3 separate regions of the Oryctolagus cuniculus genome follow, and all the other regions are linked to region 1. The links are chromatin contacts, called in public Hi-C maps. All regions are on one chromosome and are shown on one strand. The core of a region is the stretch at or near the end of the contact, and the rest is flanking DNA. Distances in the headings are between cores, read along the strand shown.

Region 1 (4,949 bases), core at 1,196-3,695:
TGACAGGCAGAGTGGTCAGTGAGAGAGAGAGACAGAGAGAAAGGTCTTCCTTTTGTTGTTGGTTCACCCTCCAGTGGCCGCCGCGGCCGGCACGCTGTGGCCGGTGCACCGTGCTGATCCGAAGCCAGGAGCCAGGTGCTTCTCCTGGTCTCCCATGGGGTGCAGGGCCCAAGCACCTGGGCCATCCTGCACTGCCTTCTCGGGCCACAGCAGAGAGCTAGCCTGGAAGAGGGCCAACTGGGAAAGAATCCGGCGCCCCGACCAGGACTAGAACCCGCTGTGCTGGCGCCGCTAGGTGGAGGATTAGCCTAGTGAGCCACGGCGCCAGCTTTGATTCGCTCTTAAAAAAGTTTCATTGTTAGAGGAAACTGGATGGGGTGCATAAGGGAGCTCTCTGTATTATTTTTACAACTACCTGTGCATCTATAATTATCTCAATAAAAATTTCACTTAAAATATTAACAAAGGGGTGAGAATTTAACCCAGCAGTTAAGCTGCTTTTTTTTAAAGATTTATTTATTTATTTGAAAGGCAGCGTTACAGAGAGAGAAGGAGAAAGAGAGAGACAAAGAGATCTCCCATCTACTGGTTCACACCCCAGATGTCCAGAGTGGCTGGGACTGAGCCAGGCCGAAGCCAGGAACTTCATCTGGGTCTCCCACATGAGTGCAGGGGCCCAAGTACTTGAGCCAGTCTCCCGCTGTTTTCCCAGGTGCATTAGCAGGAGACTGAATTGAAGTGGAGCCGCATATGGGATGCCCTGTCACAGGCAGCAGCTTAACCCACTACACCACAACTGCCCGCCGGGTCCCAACAGTGGACATCTTAATGTGCACCCCACAGAGCAGATCCAGACCCTGCCCCACAAGAAGGTAGTTGGACATAAGGCCCTGTGAGTAAGGAATGAACGAACAGTGGAAATGGGAACGTTCTGTTGTTCATTACTGTAAGACACACTTGCTAACTTGGAGCCTTAAGGAAGAGTGAAAACAGAAAAGAAAATCAAACCTCACGGTGGTTCATTTTATCACCAGTACTAGAGCGACGCATGATGTTTAGCTTCGTCGTATGAAGTAAGCTTTTATAAATACGCAGTCTACTTATTTATGTCACACGGCATAGCAATTCCTTCCCACACACAGTGCGAAGTTGCTTTCGCTTGTCACCAGTGTTCACTTCTCAGCATCATTTGGCCTCCCGTGAAGGAAACATTTACAGATCAAAAAAAGAAATCATATCAACAAAGCCACATTTCAGATTTTCAATCAGGATTTCACAATAACATAAAAAAATTTGCATCTTTTAAAAAATGATTATTTTCATCTCCTTGAAAGGTAAAATGAGAGCAAAGAAGAGATTTTACATCTGTTGGTTTGGTCTCCAAATGCTGGCGGTAGCAAGGGCTGGGCCAGAAGCCAGGAACTGCATCAGGGTCTCCCATGTGAGTGGCAGGAATCCAAGTACTTGGCCATCGTCTGCCTCCGGGGAGCACCAGCAGGAAGCTGGATCAGAAGCAGAGTAGCCGGTAGTTGAATGGGCACTCCAGTATGGGTTTATGAATGGTGGCTGAATCCAATGCACCACAATGCCTAACCCCCAAATTCTGTATCTTTTAAAAATTTATTTGGGGGGCCGGCGCCGCAGCTCACTAGGCTAATCCTCTGCCTAGCGGCGCCAGCACACCGGGTTCTAGTTCCGGTTGGGGCGCCGGATTCTGTCCCGGTTGCCCCTCTTCCAGGCCAGCTCTCTGCTGTGGCTAGGGAGTGCAGTGGAGGATGGCCCAAGTGCTTGGGCCCTGCACCCCATGGGAGACCAGGAAAAGCACCTGGCTCCTGGCTCCTGCCATCGGATCAGCGCGGTGCGCCGGCCGCAGCGGCCATTGGAGGGTGAACCAACGGCAAAGGAAGACCTTTCTCTCTGTCTCTCTCTCTCACTGTCCACTCTGTCAAAAAAATAAAAAAAAATTTATTTGGGGGGCCAACACTGTGACACAGTAGGTTAATCCTCCGCTCGGGCACCAGCATCCTATGCATGTGGGTACCAGTTCTAGTCCCAGCTGCTCCTCTTCTGATCCAGCTCTCTGCTATGGCCTGGGAAAGCAGTGGAAGATGGCCCAAGTCCTTGTGTCCGTGCATATAGGATATATGCATATGGTCACATATAGGATGTGACTATAAGCCTGTATCCTTATAAAGCTTTTTGAAGCATTTATTGAAACGATAATTTTGCTTTCTGTTATTTTAGGTTCGACCCTTGAATTGTGAAGGATCCCTAATTATTTTACATTTGAAAACAATTAGATTAATAAATTTCAAAAATAAGATGACAGGTAAGAGACAACTTCACCTTGCTAGAAGAACTACTTCTAAGAGAGCCTTCCCCGAGCTGACTGACCAAGTTCTAGCGCTCATGCGTGCAGAGGCAAGATTTACACCCAGGAGCCCCTGGCCTTAAAGTCTGGGCTCTTTACCCATAGCCACGCCTGCAGCTTGCCCAGGTGCACGGATACACGAATGCACCTCTGGTGTGCCCTCCAGTCATGTTTCAGGAAGGCCTTTCCCAGCACCCGTAACATTGGCCGCCATTTATAGTGTGAAAGCTCATGCCTTCCCAAGAGGATTGGGTGTGTGTGGGCCCCACGCTGCAGCCCAGAGCCCACAGCAGCGCTGATGCCACCTCTCCCACATACACCTCAGACATTAGCAGGCCTGCAGGTGTTGGAATCTCACGTTTGGATTCTGTTAACGTGGAGGAATGTCCCCGTGTATCTGTCTGTGGCGTGGCTGTGGCTGCCTTCTTAGCAGAATGCCACAGCCCGGAGCTTCAGCAATAGAAACCCACTGCCCCCCCCCCCCCCCAGTGTAGGGGCTGGCGGTGCCAGATCAAGGGGTCAGCTGGGTTGATTTTCTGGGGCTTGGAGGCAGCATCTGTCTTAGTCCCTTCCCCCAGCTTCCAGTGTCTGCAGCCACCTCTCCCAGTCCTTGGCTGGTAGAACAGCATTCCTGCTTCTCCGCTTCATCCCGACCTGGTGTTCTCACTGCGCCTGTGTCTGGATTTCCCCCTGCTATAAGGAGCCCAGTCCTGTTGGAATAGGGCCCACCTTATTGACCTCATTGTAAACTCATTATCTGCAGAGACCCTGTTTCCGGTTCTGGTCCCAGTCACTGGTACTGGGAGTTAAGACATCCACGTGTTAAGGGTGGCGGCTGGGCCAGGGTCAATCTCTGACAAATGGTCTTGGTTTCTCTTTTGGAGTCTAAAATAATTTGAGGGTTTCCGGTTGGCAGCTTTGTTTACTTCTAGAAATTGAGAGCTAAAAGAGAGCGGGTCTCAGGCTCCTAGGGATCTAGGGAAGTGTTGCCTCACCACCTTCCCTCGTCCCCTTTCACCAATCAAAAAGGTGAGGAACAGAGACCCCGTGAGAAACTCAGTCTCACTCTGGCAAGGGGCGGTGGGGGGCTGCAGACACTGCCTCACCTCTTTCCACAGGGGGCCTCAGCAGTGCTTTGCTGCAGTAAAATAATGGTAATAGGGCCGGTGCTGTGGTGTAGCAGGTAAAGCTGCCACCTGAAGTGCCGGCATCCCATATAGGTGCCGGTTTGAGTCCCGGCTGCTCCTCTTCCTGTCCAGCTCTCTGCTGTGTCCTGGGAAGGCAGTAGAAGATGCCCTAAATCCTTAGGCCCCTGCACCCGTGTGGAAGACCTGGAAGAAGCTCCTGGCTCCTGGCTTCAGATCGGCGCAGCTCTGGCCATTGCAGCCAACTGGGGAGTGAACCAGTGGATGGAAGACCTCTCTCTCTCTCTGCCTCTGCCTGTCTGTAGCTTTGCCTTTCAAATAAATAAATATTTTTTTAAAAAAACAATAATTGTATTTAATTGTAATCATCTTCACGTGTAGACTTCCTCTTTATGCTCAACGTCCCTGCAGCGTAACCAGATATTTCAATACCCTTATTGGCTCGAAAATCTGGAAAAAGTGAGCACAGGCAGGGGAGGGCGCCCCCTCGTGGAGAGACGCTGAAGCAGGCGCTTTCTCCTTCCCCGGCCGGAGATGCTCATTGGACGGAGCCGTGTGAGGAGGTAAGAATGTTTTGTGTGGATGAGTATCACACCCCGGATAATCCTCGGAGGCCCGCGGGGGGGGGGGGGGGGGCTGCACGACAGCTAGCAGCGTCGCCCCTGCCCAGCTCCCCAGGGGCAGGGGAGTCCCGCCGAGGGGCTGTGACCGCACATGGCCCACGTCGTGCGCCCAAGGTCGTTTGTGAATAAATAAACATCGCTCTGTGCGCCTATGGATTGAAGCTGGCAGTAAATGCCAAAATCAAAGAGGCAGAAAAGCAGGCTGATGTTCTGAGTTGCAGATAAAAACTCTTCTAAAGTAGCACAGATTCTTTTAAAAATCAGAATTGTATGAAAAACGTGCAATAGGGCATTGGCTTCTTTGATGTCTGGTGGCTATTAAAGACGCTGAATTCTACCAAAAACAAAACATAAAACAACCACCCTCCAAGCTCATTTCTTAAAAAACCCTGCAAGGAAAGGGCATTCTTCTCCGCTCGGGATTTTGTCTTTGGGGCCTCTGCAGGGAGATGAAACTCACCAAGACGATTTGGGTCTTTGCCTTTCAAAGTTGATTGCCCAAGCATGTTATTTGCTCTTGAATTTCTGAAGTGATCATTTCCAAAGCCCTGTGGAAGCTCCTCCAATTTCAAGTATGAAAATTAAATGCACTGCTCCTCGAAGCCAATTGTCTCCTTTTCTTTATCTCTCTTCAAAGACGGCTGAGGGCAGGAGCCCAGGACCTGCCCCCACCTGCCCTTCCTTGGCCCAAGGACTAGAAGCATCCTTGTGTCCTGGGGCCTGTTTCACACTGAGGGGCTTCTGTGCCCGGAATAACTGGTCTAATTGCTTTTGAAGTGTTCCCATGAAAAATCCCTGCTTTTACCTTAA
Region 2 (4,949 bases), core at 973-3,472, 340 kb before region 1:
ATGGAGCAACCAGAACTCTCATACATGGCAGGCAGCCGTATAAAATGGTGAGACTGTTCTGGGGAACAGCGTGGAGGCTTGTTACTGCAGTTAAATGTACACTTACACCAAGCATCAGCAATCCTACTCCTAGGATTTACTCTAGAAAACTGAAAACATGTTTGCAAAAACATTTGCACACAAGTGCTCTCAGGAGCTTTATTTAAATTACTCAAAAACATCACTCATAACACAGTATGTTCCCACGACAGAGTACATGTGATTCCTGACTTCCGTCGTTCTACTTAATAATGTCTTGCTTTTACGATGGCACAAAGCACTATGCATTCAGTAGAAACTACCTGCAGTTTTGTGTTGGGATTTTTCCCTGGACTAGTGTGGTCTGATCCCCTCTGGTGATACAGCAGTAACAAGGGGAACAACCAAGGTTCTGCACGGCACTGGGCTGCTAAGCCGGGGTGTGCAGGTAATAAAGTGTTGGATATTTATGTGCACCCAACATGTAAAGCAGAGGGCTGTAGGGACGGACCTGCACACCATCATGAAGTCGAGAAATCATCTAGGGAGCCACAGTGAGTCAGGAGCATTGATCCATGTCGTAATGTTTCTCACTGTGTGGTCTGAATGAAGGAGATGTGTGCATTTATTCTCTAATGACCTTACCAATGATTTGTTTATTTAGTCACTCCTTGCCTCTATCCCATAATCTTTTTTTTTTTTTTTTTTTTTGACAGGCAGAGTGGACAGTGAGAGAGAGAGAGACAGACAAGAGAGAAAGATCTTCCTTTGCCGTTGGTTCACCCTCCAATGGCCGCCACGGCCAGCGCACCGCGCTGATCTGATGGCAGGAGCCAGGTGCTTCTCCTGGTCTCCCATGGGGTGCAGGGCCCAAGCACTTGGGCCATCCTCCACTGCACTCCCTGGCCACAGCAGAGAGCTGGCCTGGAAGAGGGGCAACTGCGACAGAATCCGGTGCCCCGACCGGGACTAGAACCCGGTGTACCGGCGCCGCAAGGCTGAGGATTAACCTAGTGAGCCGCGGCGCCGGCCTATCCCATAATCTTAAAATCGATTATACTCAAACTCTACACCATGGGACTTAAAGAAAGCTAAATTTTCCCAGAAAATAGAATCTATCATAACAGGATGTCACTGAGGGAAAAAACTGGATTGGCTTCCCTCCTCCTTTAAGTTCTACTTGAACTGAGTTGAACTTGATCAGGTTGGCATCCAAGTGCTTTAACTTCAAGGCCAGTGTCAGCCTTTTGCCTGGGCGAGTGCATGTATCCACAACAACGCAGGTGAAGTCAATTTTAATTCAACTTCAACTGGCTTGGTAGTTGGCAGGTTCAGGTTTTTTGGTTTTTTTGATAGTGCCATTTTTACTGTAATTAGGATAAAGTTTGAACTAGACTTATGATAAATCCCCAAAAAAGCAATGGAAGACGTGGGAGGCAGAAGCCAGCCCAGCTGTGTTGTGGCACGCCCAGTGTGGGGTGCCTCTGAGTCACCCACTTGGAGATGCTCATTACGGGGGTGAGCGTGTGGGTCTGGAGATGAGGAGATAAGCCAGACCTAGGCGTGGAGATTCCAGATCATAAGCATATAGGTAGAGAACTGTGGCAATCTGAGAGCTCAGGACACGGCCCCCAGGAAGGTGACTTCCCAGAGGCCAAGTTAATAAAAAGTTTAATTGTCCCAAAGAACAGTGCCTTGTCTTCAGGCAGTTGTCTGTGTGACCCATATTATGGGTGTGCACACCCGTGGGCCAGGAAGTTGGTCCAGGACAACACAGGGAAGATGGGGGGGGGACCCCACCTTAGGGAGCACCCCCACCCCACCCTGCTACTCCAGCAGGCATTGATGTGGGTGGGTCTGTAATCATGAAAATGAGCCACTTTCTCAAAGAGCAGAAAAACAAAATAAAACCCATCTGTGAAGTGTGAGACACGTAGTCTAGAAGGAATCCCCTGGGCATGACCCAAACTGCTACCTGAATGAGCTATAATAACCCTGGTCTTTGAACCGACATCTGTGGCGAAACCACCTTTCCTTAAAGCTTTTGTTCTCCATATACACGCCCTGCTGGCCCCAAACTTAACATGGATGGGAGCGAAAAGTCAGGTTTTAATGGCAGCAAATCCCTTACCCTGCACCTCCCCAGCACACGCGAGCTGCAGTCAGATGCCCTGCCAGCACCCACAAGTGTGAACTTGTGAGGGCAGTGGCCCAGGGAAGACAGGGATGAGTCAGCCAAGTCATCCACGCTCCTGTTTCGAGCGATGGTGCTGTACACAGGAAAACAAACCAGGCTCTGTTAGCAGCCACCGTCTCAACGCGTCACTTGGTGGACAGGACACAGCGCTTGGCCAACCCTGAACAAATGGGACCTGCGGTGTGCTTTCTAAGCAAATGGCCCAAGAGAGAAGTCATGGCAAAGGGTAAACTGGTCCAAGCAACAGATGCAGAGAATTTGGAGATTACTGTTGCAAACTCATGGATTTTTCCTCTTTCTGGCTTCACCTTGGTTAATTTCCAGTTCCATCATAATCTATACAAAATGCAGATTTAAAAAGTCCTCTTTTTAAAAAGATTTATTATTTATTTGCTTGAAAGGCAGAGTTACATAGTGAGAGAGAAAGAGAGATAGAGAGAGACAGAACAAGAGATTTTTCATCTGCTGGTTCACTCCACAAATGGCTGCAACAGCAGGGGCTGAACTAGTCCAAAGCCAGGAGCCAGGAGCTTCTTCCAGTCTCCCACAGAGGTCCAGGGGCCCAAACACTTGGGCCATTCTCTGCTACTCTCCCAGGAACATCAGCAGGGAGCTGGATTGGAAGTAGGGCAGCTGGAACTCAAACTGGCGTCCATATGGGATGCCAGCATTGTAGGTGGCTGCTTAACATGCTACACCACAGTGGTAGCCCCAGAACTCTATTTCTTAACATAAGCTGAAGGCACTTTAGTAAGTGAGGAGACCAGCCACTGAGTCCATCCCTAAGAACTCAGGGTCCTGGGAACTATGTCAATGAAGTCTTTCTTGTCTTTTTTTTAAAATTAATATTACATTATTAGCTGAAGAAAAATGGGAGCCTGTTAAAGATGTTTTAAGTTTAGGAAACACAAAGGAATCAGAAAAAGCCAAGTCAGCACTCTAATGTGGATGTCTAATAATTTCCCAGCAAAACACTCACAAAATCACCTTTTTTTTAAAAAAAATATTTATTTATTTGAAAGTCAGAGTTACATAGATAGAGGAGAGGCAGAGAGAGAGAGAGAAAAAGAGAGAGAGAGAGAGAGAGAGAGAGAAGTCTTCCATCTGCTGGTTTGGAGCTGTGCCAATCTGAAGACAAGCCAGGAGCTTTTTCCAGGTCTCCCACGTGGGTGCAGGGGCCCAAGCACTTGGGCCATCTTCCACTGCTTTCCAAGGCCATAGCAGAGAGCTGGATCAGAAGTGGAGCAGCCAGGACTTGAACTGGTGCCCATATGGGATGCCGGCACTGCAGGTGGCAGCTTTACCCGCTACGCCACAGCGCCAGCCCCAAAATCACCATTGTTTGAGTAAGAGGATGAGCAGGAACATTGCAATGGTGGAGAAGGGTTCTTTGGTGAATCTCTCCTGGGTGTTTTCCTGCTAAAGCTCTGCCTTTCTCAAACACTCTCCACCAAGCACATTACAGCTCCTTGAGGCTCCAGAAAGCCAAGAAGCAAGAGACCCTGAGCATCACCCAACACGGTTTCACGATCTCTGCTCTTGCCGGGGTTGCTGCTACTTTGACTGGACCCCTTCCACCTCTTGGTAGCCACTGCTTTGGTTGTGTTTTATCTTCAGGATCATACTGGTAAAACCGGTTAATTGCCTGTTAACAAGTGTTTGAAGAAATGCTTCGGGGTATGGATCCCATTGACTTACAATTCCCATTGAGAGCTCCGCTCTTCTCTGCAGCTCACCTGGGAGCAACAGTGTTGGCACCCGTGAAACAGACAGCTGGTTGCACTTTGACTCTGCAGTCAGAATTGCGCAGTCTGACCCAGCTTGAGATGTCTACGATGTTGGCTGTTGTCCCTGCTGGTAACTGCCAGCGCTCTTCAATCACAGCATGATCAAGATTTATTTTTTCTCTCACAAATCAATGCGGATAGTCTAACACTATGAGTTTCATCTGTATCATCAGCTTGTCTCATCTAAAACAAGCTGTCTTGGGGCCAGTGCTGTGGCATAGTGAGTGGAGCCACTGCCTGCAGTGCCGGCATCCCATATGGGCGCTGGTTCTAGTCCCGGCTGCTCTACTTCTGATCCAGCTCCCTGCTATGTTCTGGGAAAGCAGTAGAAGATGGCCCAAGTCCATGGGCCCCTGCACCCGTGTGGGAGACCCAGAAGAAGCTCCTGGCTCCTGCTCCTGGCTTCAGATCGGCGCAGCTCTGGCCATTACAGCCATCTGGGGAGTGAACCAGCAGATGGAAGACCTCTCTCTCTCTCTCCCCCTCTCTCTCTGTGTAACTCTTTCAAATAAATAAATAAATAAATATTAAAAAAAAAAAAAAGCTGTCTTGTCACTGTCCCCATGAACTGGTTTTTTTTTTTTTTTTTTTTTTTTTTTTTTTTTTTTTGGACAGGCAGAGTTAGACAGTGAGAGACAGAGAGAAAGGTCTTCCTTTTTCCGTTGGTTCACCCCCCAAATGGCCGCTACGGCCGGTGTGCTGTGGCCACTATGGCCGGTGCGTTTTGGCCGCTACACTGCGCTGCGCTGACGCGAAGCCAGGAGCCAGGTGCTTCCTCCTGGTCTCCCATGCGGGTGCAGGGACCAAGTACCTGGGCCATCCTCCACTGCCTTTCCGGGCCACAGCAGAGAGCTGGACTGGAAGAGGAGCAACTGGGACAGAACCAGCGCCCCAACCGGGATTAGAACCCAGGGTACCGGCGCTGCAGGGGGAGGATTAGCCTAGTG
Region 3 (4,949 bases), core at 1,129-3,628, 280 kb before region 1:
TCTCACACACATACACCTATCCACTTCACAGACATACAATCACATATGCACAGACACAACTTCACACACACATACTCAAAGACACACAAGATACAGATTCACACCCACTCGACTCCACTTGCACACACAAGACACACCTCACGCACATGCACTAACACATAAGCATACACCTCACACACATGCACAAACATCTGTCACACACCAGGGGCAGGCAGCAACCACAGGAAGGCACCAGCAGCAGGGGGCACAAGTGCTCTGGTCTCCGGCTCTCTGCAGATGTCCAGTCTGAGAGCAAACAAGGACAGAAGCACCAGCCCAAGGCCACTGGGGATGGTGAGACAAACCCAGAACATGCTGGTTCTCCAACAAAATAGGCCTGTGCCCTCCAAACAGTCACGGCTGAGTGTCCAGGTGGTCACAGCGCCTACATGCGTGGCATGTAGATTCCAGCCCCGGGAGAAGGAAGGGATAAGACCGGGTCTGGGGTCTGAAGGAGGGTGAGCACCAGGTCACTCTCGGACGACACCTGTGTAAGAACGGTGCTGCCTTGAGGCGGTAGGAGGCCGTATCCCAACAGAAGAGGGCTCCCAGATCTACAATGGGGGAATATCAGGATGTCGTAACATGTTCAAACTTCTTAGCAAAAAAAATGTAAAATACGTGCATAGGGAGAAAAAGAAAAGGGAGGGCAAGAGGCATGGTGTAATCGTAACGACTGTTGCATCTGAGCAGAGAGTTTACCGGTATTTGCTGCTGACTCATAGATGCTAGCATCCGTCATTTGAAATAGTGCAGTGCTTGCTAGAACCTACACCTATCCTCCTGAGTACTTCAATCATACAATGTAAATGCTATGTCAATCATTGCTGCTGTGTTTATTATTTAGGGGAAAATGACAAACACAGTCTATATACATTCAGTACGGGTGCAATTCTTTTTTTCAAGTGTTTCCATCCATGGTCGATTGAATGTGCAGATCCAGGAATCAGATACAGAGACAACTGTACTTGAGAACTTCCACAGTGGAGAGGAAGACAAGGGGGTGTACGGAAGTACACACTCCCGGGTGACTGTTCACGAAGAGTTAGGACAGTCGGGGGGACACCCACAGAGCTCTGATGCACAAGGCTTTCGGTCTACGCGTCTCTGAAACGCACGGCCCACACTGCAGTCCTCGCCGCTCGCTCGGTGCTGTTCTTCCCCCAAGTTCCACCTTCACAAGCTGCGCTCTCTGAAAACCAGCCGTCCCAGCGCATTTTTGCTGCTGTGACACAGAACCCAAGGCTGGGCTATTTACGATGGACAGACATGTATGTAGCTTACGGGTCTGAAGGCTGGAAAACCTAAGGGCATGCAGCCAGCCTTCGAGCTGCCCTGTCCCATAGCAGAAGGCAGAAGGGCAGGAGAGGGCAAGAACAAGACAGCAGGAGGCTGAACTTGAAGCCCACATCCTTTTTTTAACGGGCATGAACCCGTTCAAGAGAGCGGTGCTGTACTGACCCAAACAGCTCCCACTGGGCCCTCTCCCAGCAATGTGGCACTGGGGGTGAAGTCACCAACCAGGAATCTCAGCGCACACATTCAAACCACAGTGTGAGTCTTTCTCAATGAGCTGGTAACTCAAAGCCCTGCAACATCAAAGACAAGCATCCCATCCGCTGAAGACTCTACTGCACACACTCCCAAGTTGCCGGCCTGGCCACACCGCCCGAGAGAGACTGTTACTGGCATCTCACAGGCGACGAGCTGAACCTCAGGCCGATGAACAAACTCTGGGAGGTTCCAGAGTGTGCAGGAGGTGGGCGTTCAATCCGTGCCTCAGATTACGGGTCTTTGGGTTCCCCTCACTCACAGCTAGGGTTCCGCGCTAGCTCCGGGGGCCTCTCCACTCGGGGAGTGGGCTCTGGCCGTGCAGCCTCAGCAGCCCCCCAGGGACTCACGCACGGGATCCTTAGCCAGAAGGCGCATGCGCCCTGGGCAGGCCATCCTTTCTAGCGGGACAGGGTGCCTTGAAGACGTCTTTGGTAACAGCAAACACATTAACAGGAAGAGAAAGGGAAGGGAGCGAGGGTTCACTCACCCACCAGAAACAAAGGAGGATGAAAGGCAACCAAATCCCCCTGTTCTGACTTACAAAGGTTCCCGGCGGGCACCCCCGCGAGGCAGCTGTCCCGGGCCCCGGGTGTGGGACGCCCCGGTTTCCTTGATGAGAAACAGGGCATGGGGGTGGGGGGTGGAGACACACACACACACACACACACACAGCTCTCACCAGGCGGGACACGGATTCCGGCCGGCTCTGGGAGCAGCACATGTGTTTGCAATTAGGCAGGCCCGCCCTGCAGCAGGGGAGGGTCCAGCAAGGCCTCGTGCCTGGCCCATTTCCTTCCCTGCCAAAACAAGGCCGCCCTTCACCCAGTGACCAACGCTGACCACAGGGCATCCCAGCCCTGCAGGGAGGGGAGAGCACAGGGGGACCTGCAGGCCCATTCCCCAAAGGAGGCAGGCAGGCCACAGGGCCCTCAGCGTTTCTTTGTGGCCTCAAGGAAGCCAGTGACAAATAACATGTGTCTGTTAGACACAAGGGCCAACAAGGAAAACACACACATCTGTTTCCACCACTGGCAAGCAGGCTGCAACACACAGAAGCCCTTAAACGAGCCCCCCCCCCCCCCCCCCCCCGCCAAGGATGGAGAAGAGAGCTCTGGCAATGGGGACTGGGGGGGAGGGGAGGAGGGGAGGGTGCCAGCAGAGCAAGGCAGTGAGACCAGAGCATGCACCCTGCCCCCACTCCGGCCCAGCCCCTCTCCTGCCACCTGGGCACCTCCGGGCTGGTGGTCAAGCTTGCTGGAGCAACAGGTAGGTCTCACCTCCTAATCCCGCTGTGGCTGAAAGGGCTCATGGAGAGCCACGTGTTTGTGCAACCATGCTGAGATCTTGTGGTTGGACAGTCTGGACAGCCCAGATGATTTGCAGAGACTCTTAGCGGGAACGTCCGGCCTGAGACTTGGGCAGGGAGGAGAAGGTCGGCTGGGGAGAAGCACCCCCACTCCAAGGCCTCGGGCGGGGTGTGCTGAGGGAGCAGGCACCCACCGAGGGACCGGGGAACCGGGGCACCGAGCCAGGGCTCTATTTTTAAAAAATCACGAGGATTTTGAATCAGCTCTGGGCTGGTTTCCCCACGAGAAGGGATGACTCTGAATTCTAGAAGGCGGTGAAGGATGGCTCACGGTGCTGGGGAGCGGGGCGGGGTGGGGCGGGGGAGGCAGCCGGCACAGAAGCCTCAATTTAGCCAAGCCACAGAGAGACTCCTCTGTCTCTGCTGCCGCAAATGCTGACTCGGGCAAACCCTCCACTGAGGAGCAAGGAAAAGAGAGAGAGTTCCTCCCGTTAAAGCAGATAAACCCACAGAAGCTTTATGGCTGATTGAGATCAGCCTTGATCCAGCAGGAGTCCACGGTCCCTTCCCTGGTGGCCTTAGGGACTGGATCGGGACACAGGAAGACACGCAGGGCGGCCCTGTCTCCCAGACCGCTGGTGAAACAGCTGCTTTTCCAGTAGGGGCCGTGGATGTCTCATTGTTGTAGGTGTCATGTGGCTCACTGGGCTGAAATCCAAAGAGCATGACATCCTGGGCCTCGGTTTTCGAATCTGTAGAATGGGGGATTATACTTTCCATCTCATAACAGAGCAGGCCCCAGAGGGCATTCCACCTGTATTCAAATCCTCTTACGTCCCGCACACACTCCAGGGCCCACTTCTTACTGCATGGTACTTTTCAGGCTTGATATTTGAACATCCTATGTTATAACCCAAGTGCTCCCGAAATATAAAAACCAGAACAGGCTGTGGTTAAATTTCGTGATTCTGCCGTTGTACCAGCCTAACTTGCCAGGCAGGAATCAGCGGTTAATTCTTGGGTTAAATAAATGAACTTCTGTGAATGTGAATCAGCAATAACTATGTGCTTGCGTGTGACGGCACCTGGGAGAAGGGCAGACTGGGAGGGTTTCTCTTTTTTTTTTTTGACAGGCAGAGTGGACAGTGAGAGAGAGAGACAGAGAAAGGTCTTCCTTTGCCGTTGGTTCACCCTCCAATGGCCACCACGGCTGGCGCACTGCGGCGGCGCACTGTGCTGATCCGATGGCAGAAGCCAGGTACTCATCCTGGTCTCCCATGGGGTGCAGGGCCCAAGCACCTGGGCCATCCTCCACTGCACTCCCTGGCCACAGCAGAGAGCTGGCCTGGAAGAGGGGCAACCGGGACAGAATCCGGCGCCCCAACTGGGACTAGAACCCGGGGTGCCGGCGCCACAAGGTAGAGGATTAGCCTAGTGAGCTGCGGCCCCGGCCAAGGATGGTTTTTTTTTTTTTAATTTTGTTCCAATTATCAAAAGCAAGTCAGCTTTTGTACAAAATTTCGAAAGTACAAGGGAAAAAAAACTGGAAAGTATAATGAAGGAACAGAAGTCACTTGTGCTTTTCCCCAGACAAAAACCATTATTAAAATCTGCATGCAGGGACCGGCGCTGTGGCATAGCAGGTTAGGTCGCCGCCTGCAGTGCCGGCATCCTATGTGGGTGCCGGTTCAAGTCCTGGCTGCTCCTCCTCTGATCCAGCTCTCTGCTGTGGCCTGGGAAAACAGCAGAAGATGGCCCAAGTCCTTGGGCCCCTGCACCAGCGTGAGAGACCAGGAAAAAGCTCCTGGCTCAGGGCTCCGGATCGAGGCAGCATTGCAGCCATCTGGGAAGTGAACCAGTAGATGGAAGACCTCTCTCTCTCTCTCGGTCTCTACCTCTCTCTGTATAACTCTTTCAAAGAAATAAATCCTTAAAAAAAAATGAACGCATTTCTTTCTGTCTCCCCAAACTATAAAACAGCACTTCAAAAAGTTTGAAGAAAATGTAATAAAAATTTATTTTGGTGCAGAAACATCTTTAAATTTATATA

The links. A called contact is a pair of places that touch in the nucleus more often than the background predicts.
Region 2: a contact with region 1 is called in a Hi-C map of skin fibroblasts, with 4 times the contacts expected there. The contact joins two enhancer-like sites. A contact is called at or near these places in 5 of 6 Hi-C or Micro-C datasets (ear pinna, embryonic fibroblasts, psoas muscle and 2 more).
Region 3: a contact with region 1 is called in a Hi-C map of skin fibroblasts, with 3 times the contacts expected there. The contact joins two enhancer-like sites. A contact is called at or near these places in 2 of 6 Hi-C or Micro-C datasets (embryonic fibroblasts and skin fibroblasts).

The regions. Positions count from the first base shown.
Region 1 is chr1:140,477,451-140,482,399 of mOryCun1.1, forward strand. No RefSeq gene overlaps it. Among named protein-coding and RNA genes, the nearest start is that of SPTLC1, 46 kb to the left of the region's middle. Within about 2 kb of position 2,446, at least 1 of the 8 cell types and tissues checked has an H3K27ac peak or open chromatin away from gene starts, as enhancers often do. A contact at or near this core is called in ear pinna, where this site is marked.
Region 2 is chr1:140,134,334-140,139,282 of mOryCun1.1, forward strand. The region is part of intron 4 of ROR2 (receptor tyrosine kinase like orphan receptor 2); the gene reads right to left. Among named protein-coding and RNA genes, the nearest start is that of ROR2, 190 kb to the right of the region's middle. Within about 2 kb of position 2,223, at least 2 of the 8 cell types and tissues checked have an H3K27ac peak or open chromatin away from gene starts, as enhancers often do. A contact at or near this core is called in ear pinna, where this site is marked.
Region 3 is chr1:140,199,688-140,204,636 of mOryCun1.1, forward strand. All of the region lies in intron 1 of ROR2 (receptor tyrosine kinase like orphan receptor 2), which reads right to left. Among named protein-coding and RNA genes, the nearest start is that of ROR2, 120 kb to the right of the region's middle. Within about 2 kb of position 2,379, at least 3 of the 8 cell types and tissues checked have an H3K27ac peak or open chromatin away from gene starts, as enhancers often do.